Linked DNA regions of Bos taurus: region 2 is linked to region 1. Evidence: chromatin contacts called from public Hi-C data. All regions are on one chromosome and are shown on one strand. Each heading gives the region's core, a stretch centred on a gene start, on an enhancer-like site or on the middle of the called end of the contact. The rest is flanking DNA. Distances are from core to core; before and after follow the strand shown. Region 1 holds the start of CDC37 (cell division cycle 37, HSP90 cochaperone). Region 2 holds the start of CDKN2D (cyclin dependent kinase inhibitor 2D).

Region 1 (7,391 bases), core at 1,864-4,363:
CAGGATTGGCAGCTGTTTCTGGGCAAGGGAGCCAGGGAGCTAGAACTGGGAAGACTCACTTGTCCCCTTCTGGAGCCTTGGGATTATTTTTTATTTTTTACCATGAACATGAATTATCCAAGCAATGATGACGACAGGAGCTAAAGTTTCCACAAAGCTTATTACGTTCCAGTGCTGTCCCGCAAGCAGTACACACGTTAAATTCATAAGGCGGCTCTCACAGCAAGCCTGTTGGGTAGGCACTATTAAGACCGCCAGCTGGGGAAACTGAGGCACACAGCGATCAAAACTCACTTCGGGGGACTTCCCTGGTGGTCCAGTGGCTGAGACTCTGTGCTCTCAATGCAAGGGGCCCCAGTTCGATCTCCGGTCAGGGAACTATTAATAGATTCCACATGCTGCAACTAAAGACCCAGCACACTGTAACTAAGACCCTGTGTGGTCAAATTAATTAAAAAATAAAATAAAACACCTCACTGGATCACAGCAAGTCAGTGATATTCAGAAGGAGCAGGATATGAACCCAGTCGGGCAGGCCTGTGCTCACAAGGGTACCAGGCCACCTTTTGGCTAATCCCCTCTTCCACTCTTAGTATTGCTTACTCTTTCCTCCCAGGCCCTGAGCCAATTTCTTTCCAAATCTAATCTCATTTCATTTTCACGATAGTCTCATGGAGGCAGGGGGCTCGCTCCCCCAAAGCAGTGATGGTCCTGTGGCAGGGCTGGAGCTCAGGCTGCCGGTCACTGGCAGCGGAACCTCATGCTGGAGACACCAGGCTCCCTGCCTCCACTCATCTCCACGACAGCCCTGGGTCCTCAGCGGTTGGACAGGAAAAGGTTTTGCGCCAGGAGGGAGTCGGGCGTGGTGAGAGGACGCTGTATGGGAGCGGGCATGGCCTCCCAAACCAGCAGGACCAAACCTGGTGATAGAGATCAACTACGTGACCAGAATAGGTGTTCCCAAGAATAGGCTTTAGAGCTTTGCGGAGAGCTTCAATATTTCATCATAAAATGTCACATGTGGCAAGAGAGAAATGCTAGAACTTTCTTTTTCCACTCCAGTGGCTTGCCCACCAGGTACACTAGCCAGGTGAAAGGGTTAGGCACTCAATCGTATCCGACTCTTTCAACCCCATGGACTGTAGTCTGCCAGGCTTCTCTGTCCATGGGATTCTCCAGGCAAGAATACTGGAGTGGTCACTGTTCACTACTCCAGGGGATCTTCCCCACCCAGAGATTGAACCTGGGTCTCCTGCATTGCAGGCAGATTCTTTACCATCTGAGCCACCAGGGAAGCCCTAGCCAGGAGGCTGCTGCTTTAAGAAATGGGTTGGACCCAGAACCGGGACTAGATGAAGGCACGGTTACTGTGTCTCAGCAGGATGAGGAAGGGCGCTTCTAGGAGTTTCTGGATAAACAACTGCGAACTGATACATGGGAAGATAAAATGAGGCCTTCCTAACTGGAAGGTTCTAGGAGGTATATGCCATAAGCGTGAGAGCAGAGCAGCCCCTGGAATGTGGGTGTAAGAGCTCTGAGTTGGTGGAGCAAGAAGTTAGCATACAAGGTCTCAGGAGAGTCATTCTGTTGGCCTTTGAGCACAGCTGGGCGGGGGGCGGGGGGTGGGGGGGGTTTGCAGGCTGTCGAAAGAACATACAGACTTGGGATTCTGGGGGTCTGTATTTGGGGGAAAATAGATAAAAGAAGGGGCAGTGAATCTGGAATCAGGATGGGAGGGTTCCTTGTAACAGCAGGGTCATTGTGGGTATTTAAGAACACACCAAGTTTGGGTCAGAAGGGAGATGGGGTGGATTTGGGTCCTGGACTTGGGTTTGAATGAGGCATCCTGAAGCTGGCAAAGGTTCCCACTGAAGTCTGTCTCGGGGGTGGGCGGGGACTGGGTGTGAGGTACCAAGGAGGGGCAGGGGTTCTGGCTGGGCAGGAAGCCACGTGGGTAGGGTTTCCTGATGTAATGGGAAATTGGGTCTAACAGTACTGAAGGCTGAAGGAGAGCCTCCGGAATTGGAGGCTCCATCAGGGTGGAGGTGGTGGTTCATTCTGAACAGGACCCAGGTTTCAAAATTCCAGGCCTAGATGAGACTGAGGGCCCTGGGGGGAGGGGGTGCCAATCTTTGTTCTAGGGGAGGGGTCTTGGGTGTGGGTTGGAGTCCCAAGCCAGGAATAGAAATCTCAGGGGAAGACAGAATTGTTTCATTCAGAGGAGTAAGACTTCTGGATCTGAACCATAAGGATCCAGAAAAGCAGGTCGCAGAATAGACAAACTATCGGGAACTCTAGGGTTTTGGAGGGCTTCCAGACGGCGCCAGTGGTAAAGAACCTGTCTGCGAATGTAGGAGACATAAAAGACGCGGGTTCGATCCCTGGATTGAGAAGATCCCCTGGAGAAGGAAATGGCAACCGACTCCAGTATTCTTGCCTGGAGAATCCCACGGACAGAGAAGCCTGGCGGGTTACAGTCCATGGGGTCACAAAGAGTTGGACACGACTGAAGAGACTGAGCACAGGGGTAAGGAGGGGCCATGGAACAGCCAAGATCTTAACTGGGTACCCGACTAGGTTCAGGATCCAGATTCTGAGGTAGAAATCTGGGTGTAAGTGGAAGATCCCAAGCAGGATTGGGAGGCACGTCAAAAGCTTATCTTGGCAGTCTAAATTCTAAAAAGATGCCGTACAGGTCAACCTGGAGTTTCAAGAAGAAACTAGAAGGGGGGGGGGGGGCCCGCCGGCATCGCGGGTAAGGAACTCAGGGGTCCCGGCAATTCTATGGCCCCGGAATTGAATCGAGGAACCCTGGGCTATTCGGAAAGTCCAGGCTGTAGGGGGCAATCCCAGGTATTAATGGCTGGGCCCCCCCGGCAGTATCAGGGGTCAGAACTCTGAAGCGGAGTCCCGGGAGTGGGGGAAGGGGCTGGGCGCGCGCGCTCTACCTGGTGCCGCCAGCGGAAGAGGCTAGCGGTGTCGATGTTGGGGTGCGTCTCGTCTTCATCGTCAGACACCTCGATGTGGTCCCACACGCTGTAGTCCACCATCTTGCCTCGGGGCCCAGCCCTCCAGGGCTCTGGTAGCTGTAGCGGCGGCGGCGGCGGCAGCACTGAGACTCAGCCCGCGGAGCCCCGCCCCTTCCGCTTCCGCCCGGGAGCGCACGCCCCGCCCGCGCGTGACGTCACATCCTTAGTAACCTCAGCAGCGGCACTGGCGACCAAGTTCTTAAAGAGCCCTGCGCACGTGTTTCGGCTCTCGGGAGTCCGTTGAGACCTCATCCCATCGGGCTTCCGGCCTCCACTAGGCCCCTCCTGGGGACTTACTGGTGGGTTCGCCAACCTCGAGCCCCCCTCATCTCCCGCTACTCCACGGTGGGCGTTTACGGCAGCCCTGGGAAAGGGGGCAGTTGGCAAGACTGAGAAAGAGGATTGTCCTCTTAGCCACGCCACAGTGACGTCAGCCTGAGCCCACTGCTGGGGCTCGGCCTCGGCGAAAGACCTCGCTCCCGTCTTTTGTGAAGAGGGACTTTGTGCTGGAGATGGTGCCTGATGGGAAAGGACCTTCCCAGTCCAAGGGGTACAAGGCCCTGCTCTGGGAGGGTCTAAGTGAAGGAAGGTTGTGGCCCTGCCCTCGAGGAGCCTAGATGGGGGCGATGTGGCCCTGCCTTGAGAACTGGTGTTTCCCTGGCTCGGACCACAGCTTCCCCTCTCGCCTCCCCCATCTTCTGACACTCCTTAGCCGGGATTGGCGCATACACGCCCCCTCTGGAATCACCCGACCGCACTTAACGGGCCTCGGGAGCCTATCCACGGCGGTTCCCCATGCCTCCGCTGGGTGTCGCTAGTGTCTAACTAGCGGCCAGTGCTGGTGCCCCGCGCCAGGTGGGGGAGGGGTGGAAGAGCTTGGAAGTGCGCACGCAGGGGGTCTTTCTCCGTCGAGGTACTCTGGGACTCCTCGCAGTCCCTCCCTCTTTCGTCTGGGATCCCCTTCCTCGTCCCGGACTCTAAGAACTCCATTACATTGAGCTTGGGCGACCGCAGCCACACATTTTCATATATCCCTACCCCCGCTTTGATACTGGGATAAAAGGCTGCGTTGCAGCCTAGGGCCAGGATTATCTCAGATTAAAGGGCGCAGGGCGGAGGACAGGGAGAATGGAAGGAGATTCAGCCACTTGAGTGAAGGGCGCCTATTCCAGATTCCCCCCAACCAAGCAGGCCTTTGTGGGGGCGCTGGAGAGAAAGGAGTAAAGGTCTTTAAATGGGTGGGGTGTGGGGGATTCCCCGGCCCCGGGAAGGGGTGGGGCCATCCAGACAAAAGCGCCCGCCCGCTGCCGCCCCTCCCCCTCACGGTCCATTCAAACCCGCGAGTAGGCGGGCGAGGGCGGGGGAGTCCCCCTTTCCTCCTCCTCTTCCAACCCTGGCAGTTCAGCATCACAGCGGCCGTCAAGGCCCGGGTACGCGCGCGCACGGACCTACATCCCAGCGGGGCTCCCGATCTCACACATACACACACACACACACACACACGCACACACACACACACCGGCAAACAAAGGGGCTGGACACCCTGGTCCCCTCCCGCCCCCCAGGCCGGAGAGGGCGGGGCATCCCCTCCCCAGCCCCCCTGCAAGGTAAGCTTTGGACTATGACTGCGGCCGGGAGGGGGACCTGGCGCCCGGGAGGGAGGGGCTCCGGGCGGGGAGGGGGGAATTCCATCGCCCCCCAAGAAAGTCAGGGCCCCCCACGTAGCCGGTTGAGGGCTGCAGGCTGGCCTCCAGGCTGAGGGTGTATAGGGAGGACCCCGAATCGGGATTCCCGTGTAGGCTCGGGGAGGGGGGAGCGGGGGGGGGGCGGGGGGTGTCTCTACCTAGCTTCGGAGACTGGAGTTGCCTGGCCCCAACGAATCAGGGTGCCAGGAGCCCCAGCTCCCAGAATTGGGGACAGGGCGCCGGAAGCTCCCCCATCAGCTCCAGGCTTTTACTAATCTCCTACCAACACAGCATCTCCACTCCTGGGGACTGAGACAGATACCCCTGAGTTGCTTCGCACTGTCCCTCGCCCTCCCAACCACCCACCTCCCATCAGCGCATCTCCAGCTGGATGTGTGGTATCTCTCGGGTGGGGGTGGGGGGCTGGGAATGCTCCTCTGGGCTCCCAAGCTTCCTCTGCTGCATCTCACAGCCACACACTGCTTAGCTGCGGTTGTGGGACTGGGCAAACGGCTTTGCCTTCCTGAGCCTCAATTTCCTCATCTGCAAAGTGGGTAATGACTCACCCAGGATTAGGGGAGGTCTTGTTTTCGAGTCCACATTAGTCCGTCATTTATTTTCAAGCTCACTCCACACGTATTTCCCAAGTGCCTACTGTATGTCAGGGCCCTGTGGCTGGGTGGTCAGACTACAGCAACCAAAGAGACAAGCTGGGTCCTGGCTTGGCTGACCCTGGAGACTGCTGAGGGAGCAAGATCAATATGTGAACAGAGAAACCCCTCAGTGATTTTAGACAGTGAAGACTAAAATTCCATGAGGCATGGAGAGTGATTTCAGGGGAGGGTGTCCAAGATTCAATGAGATTTTATGGTTTGTATCTGCCTTCATCATTCACTTTCTGCTCCACGGGGGCAGGGCCGGTCTAGAAGAGTACCTGGTACACAATAGGTGCATAATAAATGTTGAATTAATTAAAGAGGGAATTTGATTGAAACTATTTTCATAGTGCTTTAGGTCAGGTAGGAGGCTAGTCATGAACCAACCCATCCTGTCTCCCATGTTACAGATGAGGCAAGTGAGTCCCTTAGACCCAGAAAAGGGGAAAGATGTCATCAAAGGCAGTACAGGAAGTTGATGGGATGTTGTCATTCCCATACAAGTGAGGATGGCTGAAGAGATGGTTGTGAACAGCCAAGAATGGAAGAGAATAGAGACCAGACTTGAGCACAGGTCCCTCCAGGAACCCATGACATCTATCAGCCCCTCTCTCCTCATACCACACAGACACAGCCCTATGTTCATCCACTGAAAGGATATTTACTCAGTGTCTACTATGTACCCAGTGCTCAGGACACAGCAGTGAACAGATCAAAACCCCCTACCCCCATGGAGCTGACATTTAGTAATCAGTGAAGAAACAACAACATAAATATATAACAACAAACTGTGCTTCCCCGGTGGCTCAGCAGTAAAGAATCCGCCTGCAACTCAGGAGGTACAGGAGACAGTTTCCATCCCTGGGTAAGGAAGATCCCCTGGAGGAGGAAATGGCAACCCACTCCAATATTCTTGACTGGAGAATTCCACGGACAAAGGAGCCTGATAGGCTGCAGTCCAGGGGTCAAAAAGAATGGAACCTGATTGAGCAACTGAATTGTTCAGTTCACAATTCAATTCACAAAAGAGAAAAATTGAGGAGTCCACTTTGAGATGGGTATCCAGGAAGACCTCCCAGAAGAGTTGTATTACTTCTCAAACACACACACACACACACACACACACACACACTTTGATCCAGACAAACGTTGTCACGCAAACACCATATACAGGTTGGAGAACCAAAAGTGCCTGAGGCTGCATAGATACTGGGTGGCTGTGCAAAGATCTGAACCCAGAATCCACATTTCTGACCAGTGTAAGATTCTGCATCCATATGTAGGCACCCTCCTCACATGTGTGCATGCACACACACACACACACACACACACACACACAGAGCCAGCCTTATGCCCACATAGACTGATGTGGTATCACTTTGTCACATACACACACTCCTGGCAAGTATGATCTGCTTTCATCTACACAATACTCAGACTCCCAGAGAGTTCTACCTGTCCAGTTGCAAACGGACAGCCATGTACAAAGTCTCATGTTCACATACATGCATTTGCACACACATATGCCCCATGGGGAGGGGGTGGAGCTGAGAGTCCTTCCCAGCTCCAAGGCATGGAGCTTGGGTAGTCACTGTCCCTCCTTAGGCCTGAATGATCTGGGCAAGCTGCAGACAAGGGCATTCATCGTCATTTCCATCCCTCTCTGGCCACCCATCGCCATGTCCTCCTGAAGGTGGTGGGGGCTGGGTGAAGCCAGTGCTTCTGTCAGGCCAGGCCAGGAGCCCTGAGCAGCTGGATGAGTCAAGAGGCCCTCCTCAGCCTGAGCCTACTTGGCCATCTGGACCCCCTCCCCAGTGGGCTGCTGCCCAGGATTGGGGGAAGGCAGGTTTAGCGGCTCCCCCACCTCCTGGGCACTCAAGCCAATTTCTGAGGACCTGCCTCCCATGCCCAGGTTTCTGCCAGGGCTGATTTCTACAAAGATGCACAAGTGTCCAGGCAGTGGTGGCGTGTGTGTGTCTCCACCTCCGCCCCCTGGCCTCCTCCACTCCTTCCTTCATTCC
Region 2 (7,391 bases), core at 2,190-4,689, 140 kb after region 1:
GTGTGGGGAAAAGCTGGGTGCTCCACGGGGCAGAGGGATGCCCCATTTTGGGAACAGAGGCAGACAGGGAGAAATGGTTAGACTGTCAGGGATGAAGGCGCGATGGGGTTGGAGGTTAGCTGCCCCCTGTAAGTCCGGGCCAGGATGAGACAGGGCTCTTGGACATCTCCCGCAACTCCAAGACGGAGGCGAAGAAGCTCACCACGTGCTCGTCGCTGGAATCAGACTCGGAGCTGGAGTCGCTGCTGCTGTGCCGGTCCCCGTAGCGATCTTTCACTGTGGGACAAAGATGCGAGCCCCCCACCCAGGTGAGCCTGGGGGACCAGATCAAACCCCACCTGCGGACCGCCCGACACGCGCCGGCCCCCCACGCGCATGCGCCCCGCACTCACGCCGCTGCAGCTCCTCTCGCTCACGGTAGCGGCCGTACCTCGCCGCGAACGCCGCGTTCACCCGCAGGGGCGACGACCCGCGCGGCTCCGGCATGGCTGCTCTCCAACCTACTGCGCACGCGTCAGGAAAGCACGGCCTCCCTGGAGGTGGGGCTACGCACAGTTGACTTTAAATAGGGGCGGAGCCTCCTGGGCCGCACGTAACCTTGCCCCCAGCCCTTCCGGGATCCCTGGCCCTGAGACCGCTGTCCCCGCCCACAAGTCACGCCTCTGCGGGGAAGGCTGCAGCCACCGCCCATCCCACTCCCCCACCCTCTGGGCTCCAGGCACCCAGCTGACATCTGGGGGCCCTTTCTCCACTCGCGGTTTCCTGCCTCCCTTCCGTTCCGACAGCGTAAACCGCTGCCCCACCCAGCTCACTTACCCCTGGCGCCCTGGGAATTACCACTCTCTCCCCTCCTCCAAAGCATCCACGATCCTCGACCCCCAGGGCCCATCCCCACAAACATCCTGGATACGCGACTCTCCATCGCCCCCTCAAAAATGACAAGCCACCAGCGCTGTGGTCATGCACAAGTCTTAATTTAATGGGTAAAAACATTAAATTACACACACAACAATATTTTCCATAAAGCTTAATAAATAGACTTTTTTTTTTTTAAACGCTGTACAAGGGACTGGAAATGAAGCTTTCAACAAAATATGAATGAACTCATACTACCCTTTTATCGATTTGGAACACTCCCCCCTCCCCCATGCCGGAAAGCAGTGTGCACACTGGAGGTCTTCTCTCCGTAAGCCGGCCAAGGTCGACAGGTTCCAAGAGCCTTGGAAGAGATGACCTCACTCTCTCACTCTCGAGGGCTGGGGTTTTAAACGCTCTGCCCTTGGGACTCAGTCTGTAGGCGTGGAGGAAACTGAACCGTTTAGGTGGCTGTTTGCCTGTAGGAGCCCTTCTCTGCCCAACACACCGAAAGGGGTGAGAAAAAAAAAAACGAGAAATGCACGTCAAACACACACACCCCAGAAATCAACACCAACAAGCCACAAACCGGTGCCCCTCGGCAGCGGGCAGGAGGAGCAAAGGGAGAAAGTGTTTCTTCCCTCTTCTGACACAGAACTCAGCTGGGTCCTGCTGCTGGAGTGGGTGGCCCCAGGTCACAGGGGTGCCACCGTGTGCCGCTGCAGTATGTCCATGAGCTCTTGGGCCCCTCTCCCCCGTGCCAGCTCTAGGGGTGTGAGCCCCGTGGCGTCCCTGTGATGGAGATCAGATTCGGTAGCCAGGAAGCTGACCACAGAAGTGTGGCCCTCTCTCACTGCCAGGTGGATGGGGAGCGCCCCGGTGCCATCGGGTGCGTTGACATCGGCGCCGTGCTCCACCAGCACTTTTAGAGTGTCGAGGAATCCAGTGCGGGCTGCATCGTGGGCCGGAGTGGTGCCCGAGGCATCCTGGACGTTGGGGCTGGCGCCTTGCTTCAGGAGTTCCAGGGCAATGGTGGGACTGCCAAACATCATGACCTGGTGGGGGGATGGGGGTAGAGAAGGGTCAGGGAGTCTCCAAAGGAGGGGGTCTGGGGAAAAGGGTGACTGGAGACAGGGGTCATTCTGGAGTTGAGAATGCCAGATACAAGGTTCTCAAGAGAAGGAAAAACTCCGGGGAACATAAACTTCCAGGCAGCTGTTGAGACCCCAGAGAACAAGATCTTCTGGGAATAAGGACCTTCAAAAAACGGGTCACCTCCCGCTAGGGTATAGCCCCCGTGGAAATTTTCAAGGAACCTAAGACCCTCCCTCAAGGAACCAGAGACACTTCTCCCCACAGATGGGAAATCATCAGGAAATATGAACCCCACCAGGAAACAGACCTCAGAGAACAGTCCCCTCCAGGAAATGGAGATGGCCAGGGAATTTAAAACTCCTCCAAGGAATTTCCCCCTCCCATATAGTAGGGATGCTTTCTGATGAAATGGGGTTCCCCTTTTGTAAATGTCCCCAAGGGAACAGGGACTCCCATGTAATCTGTGACTATTCCCTTACTGGTAATCCCCCTCACCAAATATGCCAGTATGAAAACCCCGCGGGAATAGAGATTCTCCCCCACAGGAAACTGGATACCTTTCAGAGAACCCCCAGAAAATGGGTACACCTTGGAAATAGGAATCCTTCCTTCCTACGGTCGGATCGTTCATAGATGCTCCAAGACATTGGAGCCGCCTTCATGAAACTCGGATCCAAAGAAGGTGAACCCTCACACACGGAATAAGAACTTCTCCAGGGAAACCGAATCCTTCGCAATCAGAGAACAAGGAATCCTCCAAAGATGGAAAGCTCTCCCCTCCCCCAATCTAACCCCATCCACCACCCACCTAAGAAAGGGGACATCAGGGAGCCAAGTCAGCCCAGAGATGCAGGAACAGACCTCAGTCGGCTACCAACGGGAACAAGGTGAGAAGAGAGAAGGGGTCTGCGAGTCGGCCCGGGCTCACCTGCAGCGCTGTCTTGCCAAAGCGGTTCAGAACGTCTGGGTGCACCAGCTCGCTGTGCAGAAGGCGGCGCACCTCCTGCACGTCTCCTCGGGCCGCCGCCCCGCTCAGCCGGTCGCCGGCGTGGACCTCTTCCAGCAGCATGTCGATACTGGCGGCCTGCGAAGCCCCCCGCCCCACCCCGCGGCGGTCAGTGCGGGGGAGCCCACAGGCGCTGGCCCGAACAGCCCTCCCGCAGCGTCCCCGGCCTGCAACGAGGCTCCGGGTCGGACCCTCCCGTCCGGGTCTCGGGCGCGACCCCCGCCCTCCCGGCCGGCTCCTCCCCCTGTCAGACGGTGGGTAGAGAGGGGCTGAGAGCCCGGGCCCAACCCTCCACTAGCCCGTAGGGCCCTGCCCGGCGCCCGCCCCTTGGGGGCTGGGTCTCCCCCCAACTCACCCTCCCTCCTCCTCGACGGGCGGGGTCTGTTCTGAGCCGGCTTCTCCGCCGCTGCGGAGCAGGCCTCTAGGGGGCGGAGCCAGAGCTCTCGCGGCCCCGCCCCCAAACGCCGCGGATTTGTTTTCTTATGAACTTGCTACGTTGTAGCCCAGCCGCGTTGCCCAGCTCCCGACCCTGTAGTGCTCCGCCCTCCTGGCCAGCGCAGCCAATGGCCACGCGTTGCCAGGGAGGCTTTGCGCGCCGGAGTGGGCGGGCCCGCTTCTGATTGGACAAACTACGGCGACCGGTGAACCGCGAACAATGGCGGGGTTTTCGGTTTTTCAAAAGCGACGGGCGGGCGGGAAAGAGGGCCGGTTTAACTGACCCAGGGGAGAAAGGTCAGGCGCAGGGTAGCGCGGGCTGCTCCGGGACCTCGGCACTTCCGAGAGGAAGGGAGGTAGGGCTGGGGCCGCCCAGTTTGGAGTTATGCGGTGCGATAATATTTGTTAGTTCTTACTGTGCAGAGTGCTTTATTTCATTCATTCACTGTGTGCCAGAGCCGTTCCTGGCGCTGGGGGGCCTGCATTCGAGCTACTAATTTTAGTGTTAAGCACCGTGAGGAAAATAAAGCAAGGAAATGGGGTGAGTGAGAAAGGAATCACGTTTGGCTCAGACTGCGCCAGCCCTGGCACAGCAAATGCAGGGGCGTGGAAGAAAGTTCATTCTCCATCTGCCACGTGGGTGAGCCTGGGAGGCGAGAGTGGTGTCGGAGGCTCTTAACAGAGGCCTTCAACAGCGGGGCCTTCACACATTTACTGACCCGCTACCGTGTACTAGGCACCCCAGTGGAAAGCAAGCCGGGTGCCTCCTGGCTGCTGGATGCTTACCTTTTAGAGCTGGAGACGACAATAAGTATTTTCCGAGTGCTATACACTGTGGAGCTGACAAAACGAGATAAATAATAGTGTCTTGGGAAAAGAAGGCTTTGAAATAGAGAGGTCGGGCATGGCCACCCTAAGAAGGTGACATTTGATTTGAGACCTGAAGGTGAGGGAAGGAGCCATGTGTCTCTCTGGGAAAACATACCAGATGGAGGGGCTACAGATTCGAAGGCCCTGAGCTGTAAGCATGTCTAGTAAGTCCAGGAAGAGACGTATAGAGAGGGAGAGAAGGGTGAGGAGGTGAGGGCTGAACAGGCTTGTGGGCTGTGGTGAGAACTTTTACTTTTTAAAAAGAATGGGGAATTTCCCTGGAGGTCCAGTGGCTAAGACTCCGCGCATCCGCTGCAGGGAGTCCAGGTTCAATCCCTGGTGGGGGAACTATGGTCCCGCATGCTGCCCAGAACGACAAAAATCAACGGGTGAAACCCTGGGAAGCTTCTGTATTGAGGAGCCACGATCTGGTTTAGGAGTTAATAGGCGCCCTCTGGTGGCTATGATGCGAACTGGCTGTCATGGGAGAGGGAAGCCCAGAGCAGCCTGGGAGACCAAGGTGGGAGCAATTGCGAGGGCCTAGCTGAGAGATGACCAGGGCTGAGAAATGGATATATGTTGCCCACTCTTATCCCAGCACTCCAGGACACCCCTGGCATCCCCAGCGCCCAGCCAAGAAGTACATAACAGCAGCTAGATTCATCTTTTTAATGCCATCCTAAAACTCAGAAATGGGCCAGTGGGGCCTCTGGGTTCAGCAGCTGTGGAGGAGGGACTCCCCACACCTCCTAAGGCAGGTCACTGCAAGAAGGCACTCGTGAGGGGGACTTCAAGCCCCTCTTCTATTTCTTCATATAAAATTGGGGGAGGGGGAGGGGGAGGGGTGAGAGTCTGAGAGCTGGGGACTATCACTCCCAGCCTACCGGTAAAGGAAAAGGGTAGGAGCAAGTCGGGTGCTGGGAGTAACGAACTAATAATTCAAGGGCTGCCCTCTCACACACACACACACCCCATCTTCCCTCCTTCTCTAGTGGAGTCTGCAGCTGGGGCCTGGGGAGAAGACAGCCCAGGTTCAGGCTCCCACTTCTCCCTTCTAGCTGGTACGAAGTTGATAATCTGCAGGGAAACAATGAGCAGGGACCATCTCAGAATTGGGGGAAGGAGACAGGACAGCACCCCCACCCACAACCCATCCCCTTCCGCAGTGCTCATGATCAACCCCACAAGTATGTAACAGGGCTAAGGATGGGCTCAAACATGGCGACTGTAAACACAGCAACATGCCTGTCTCCAGGCAATAGATGGGGCTGCTGTGTGTTCAGTTGCTTATCCAAACCCCACCACCACTACCCTGGAACTGGCAACTGTCCCCATTTTAAAGACAGGCAAACCGAGGCTCGGGAGGGCACACTGACAAAGATAGGATAGACCTGGGGGCCACGCCTGTCGGTTTTGGAGCCCTCTGAGACAAGATGTTTCAAAGCCCCAAGGCCATCCCCATTCATGTCCTTGTCCCTGTCATCTCAGGGAGCCGGGCCGCCTTACCGCCACTCTGGGTGATATAGCGGACCCAGGGCAGGGCCTGGTAACCACTCTTCTCAATGATCTTCATGTATCGGACCTGGAAAGGGATGAAAGGAGGTGGCCCAGGATAGGGGGAAAGAGCAGGCTGGGGCCAGCGGAACATAACACAACTTCCGGGAATAAGAAAGCACAGCCTGGGAGGAATGAAGTAACGAGGCTCAGGGCAAAGATGTGACCAGGACAGGGTATGTGTGTGGGGGAGATCAGGTGGTCCAGGACAGAGGGAAAGATGGCACATTCTAAGAGAAGTGACACAATACAGTTTAGGCACAGGGCAAAGTTAGGGGGGAGGGGAAGGGGACCCAGGCTGAGAGCAGAAGAGGCAGCACCGTGGGACTTCCCTGATGGCTCAGTGGTTAAGGGTCTGCCTGCCAACGCAGGAGACACGGACTCAGTCCCTGGTCTGGGAAGATCCCACATGCCCTGCAGCAACTAAACCCGTGCACCACAGCTACTGAGCCTGTGCTCTAGAGCCCAGGAGCCACAATTAGTGAGGCCACATGCTGCAGCTACTGGGCCTGTGCGCCCTGGAGCCCGTGCTCCACAAGAGAAGCCACCAGTGAGAAGCCCACACACCACAAGCAGAGAAAAGTCTGTGCAGCAGTGAAGACCCAGCCCAGCCAAAAATAAATAAATGAAATCATTTTTGAAAAAAAGCATCTGCCTGCCAATGCAGGGGACATGGGTTTGTGGGATGTGGGACATACGGGATCTTCCTCGGTCCAGGAAGATCCCACATGCCAAGGAACAACTAAGCCTGTGCTCTGCAACTACTGAAACCCTCGGGCTCTAGAACCCATGCTCTGCAACAAGAGAAGCCACCGCAATTAAAAAAATAGCCCCTACTCACTGCAACTAGAGAAAGCTCACTCACAACAACGAAGACCCAGCACACCCAAAAGTTGAAATTAAAATGTTTGTTTAAAGAAAAAGCAACACTGTTCCAGAAAAAAAAAAAAAGAATGACTGTAAAGGAGGAGATGAGCCAAGCCAGGGAACGGAGGCGGTCCAAGCCAAGAAATGAGAGAAAGGGGGACCCACCAAGGTCAAGGAGAGGAACCACCCTGCCCCCTTCCCTCACCTGGATCCCAGAGACAGTGAAATAGGGGATCTCAAACTTCACCCCAATAGGGGGCCGGCCCTCTACTTCCTCCTTCTCCACGCTGGGGAGGCCAAAGTGGGCCCGCATCAGGTACTCCTTGCCCCCCTGAGGGAACATGGGGGTATCAGACACATTGAGGGCCCCTATACCCCAGACCACTCCTCATGGCAGCCCCCTGGGGGCAGGCTTTGCTCTCAGCCCATCTGACAGACCAGAAAGTAAAGTTTCCTGGCCAAAACTCACAGACGAAGCTTCTGACAGCAAAGCCTAGTTGGGGGCCTTCTGGTGATCATCTCCCATTTTCCAGGGGCCGATGAACATCCCCCAACCAAGATCCCAAAGAGACCAAATCCTCCAGCAGCCCAAGGACGTGGGTAGCATGATCCTGTCTATTTCACAGATGGACACGCTCAGGCTTCATGAAGGGAAGTAGGGTCCCCAAGGCTGGGAAGCTCAGAGAAACAAGGGTGAGGAATCTGAACC

The links. Hi-C and Micro-C count contacts between places; a contact is called where the count stands out from the background.
Region 2: a contact with region 1 is called in a Hi-C map of liver, with 2.0 times the contacts expected there. The contact joins the promoter of CDKN2D here to the promoter of CDC37 in region 1. A contact is called at or near these places in 5 of 11 Hi-C or Micro-C datasets (4-cell embryo, blood, liver and 2 more).

The regions. Positions count from the first base shown.
Region 1 is chr7:14,935,038-14,942,428 of ARS-UCD2.0, forward strand. It overlaps CDC37 (cell division cycle 37, HSP90 cochaperone), which reads right to left and starts at 3,114. Exons shown (of 8, transcript NM_001035338.2): 1 at 2,949-3,114. The coding sequence starts at 3,050.
Region 2 is chr7:15,070,414-15,077,804 of ARS-UCD2.0, forward strand. It overlaps CDKN2D (cyclin dependent kinase inhibitor 2D), which reads right to left and starts at 3,440. Exons shown (of 3, transcript NM_001046050.1): 1 at 3,312-3,440; 2 at 2,879-3,034; 3 at 959-1,910. The coding sequence starts at 3,019. The coding sequence ends at 1,551. KRI1 (KRI1 homolog) reads right to left here and starts at 505. Exons shown (of 19, transcript NM_001110072.1): 1 at 393-505; 2 at 203-276. The coding sequence starts at 486. It overlaps AP1M2 (adaptor related protein complex 1 subunit mu 2), which reads right to left. Exons shown (of 12, transcript NM_001034511.1): 10 at 6,888-7,013; 11 at 5,768-5,843; 12 at 4,917-5,338. The coding sequence ends at 5,316.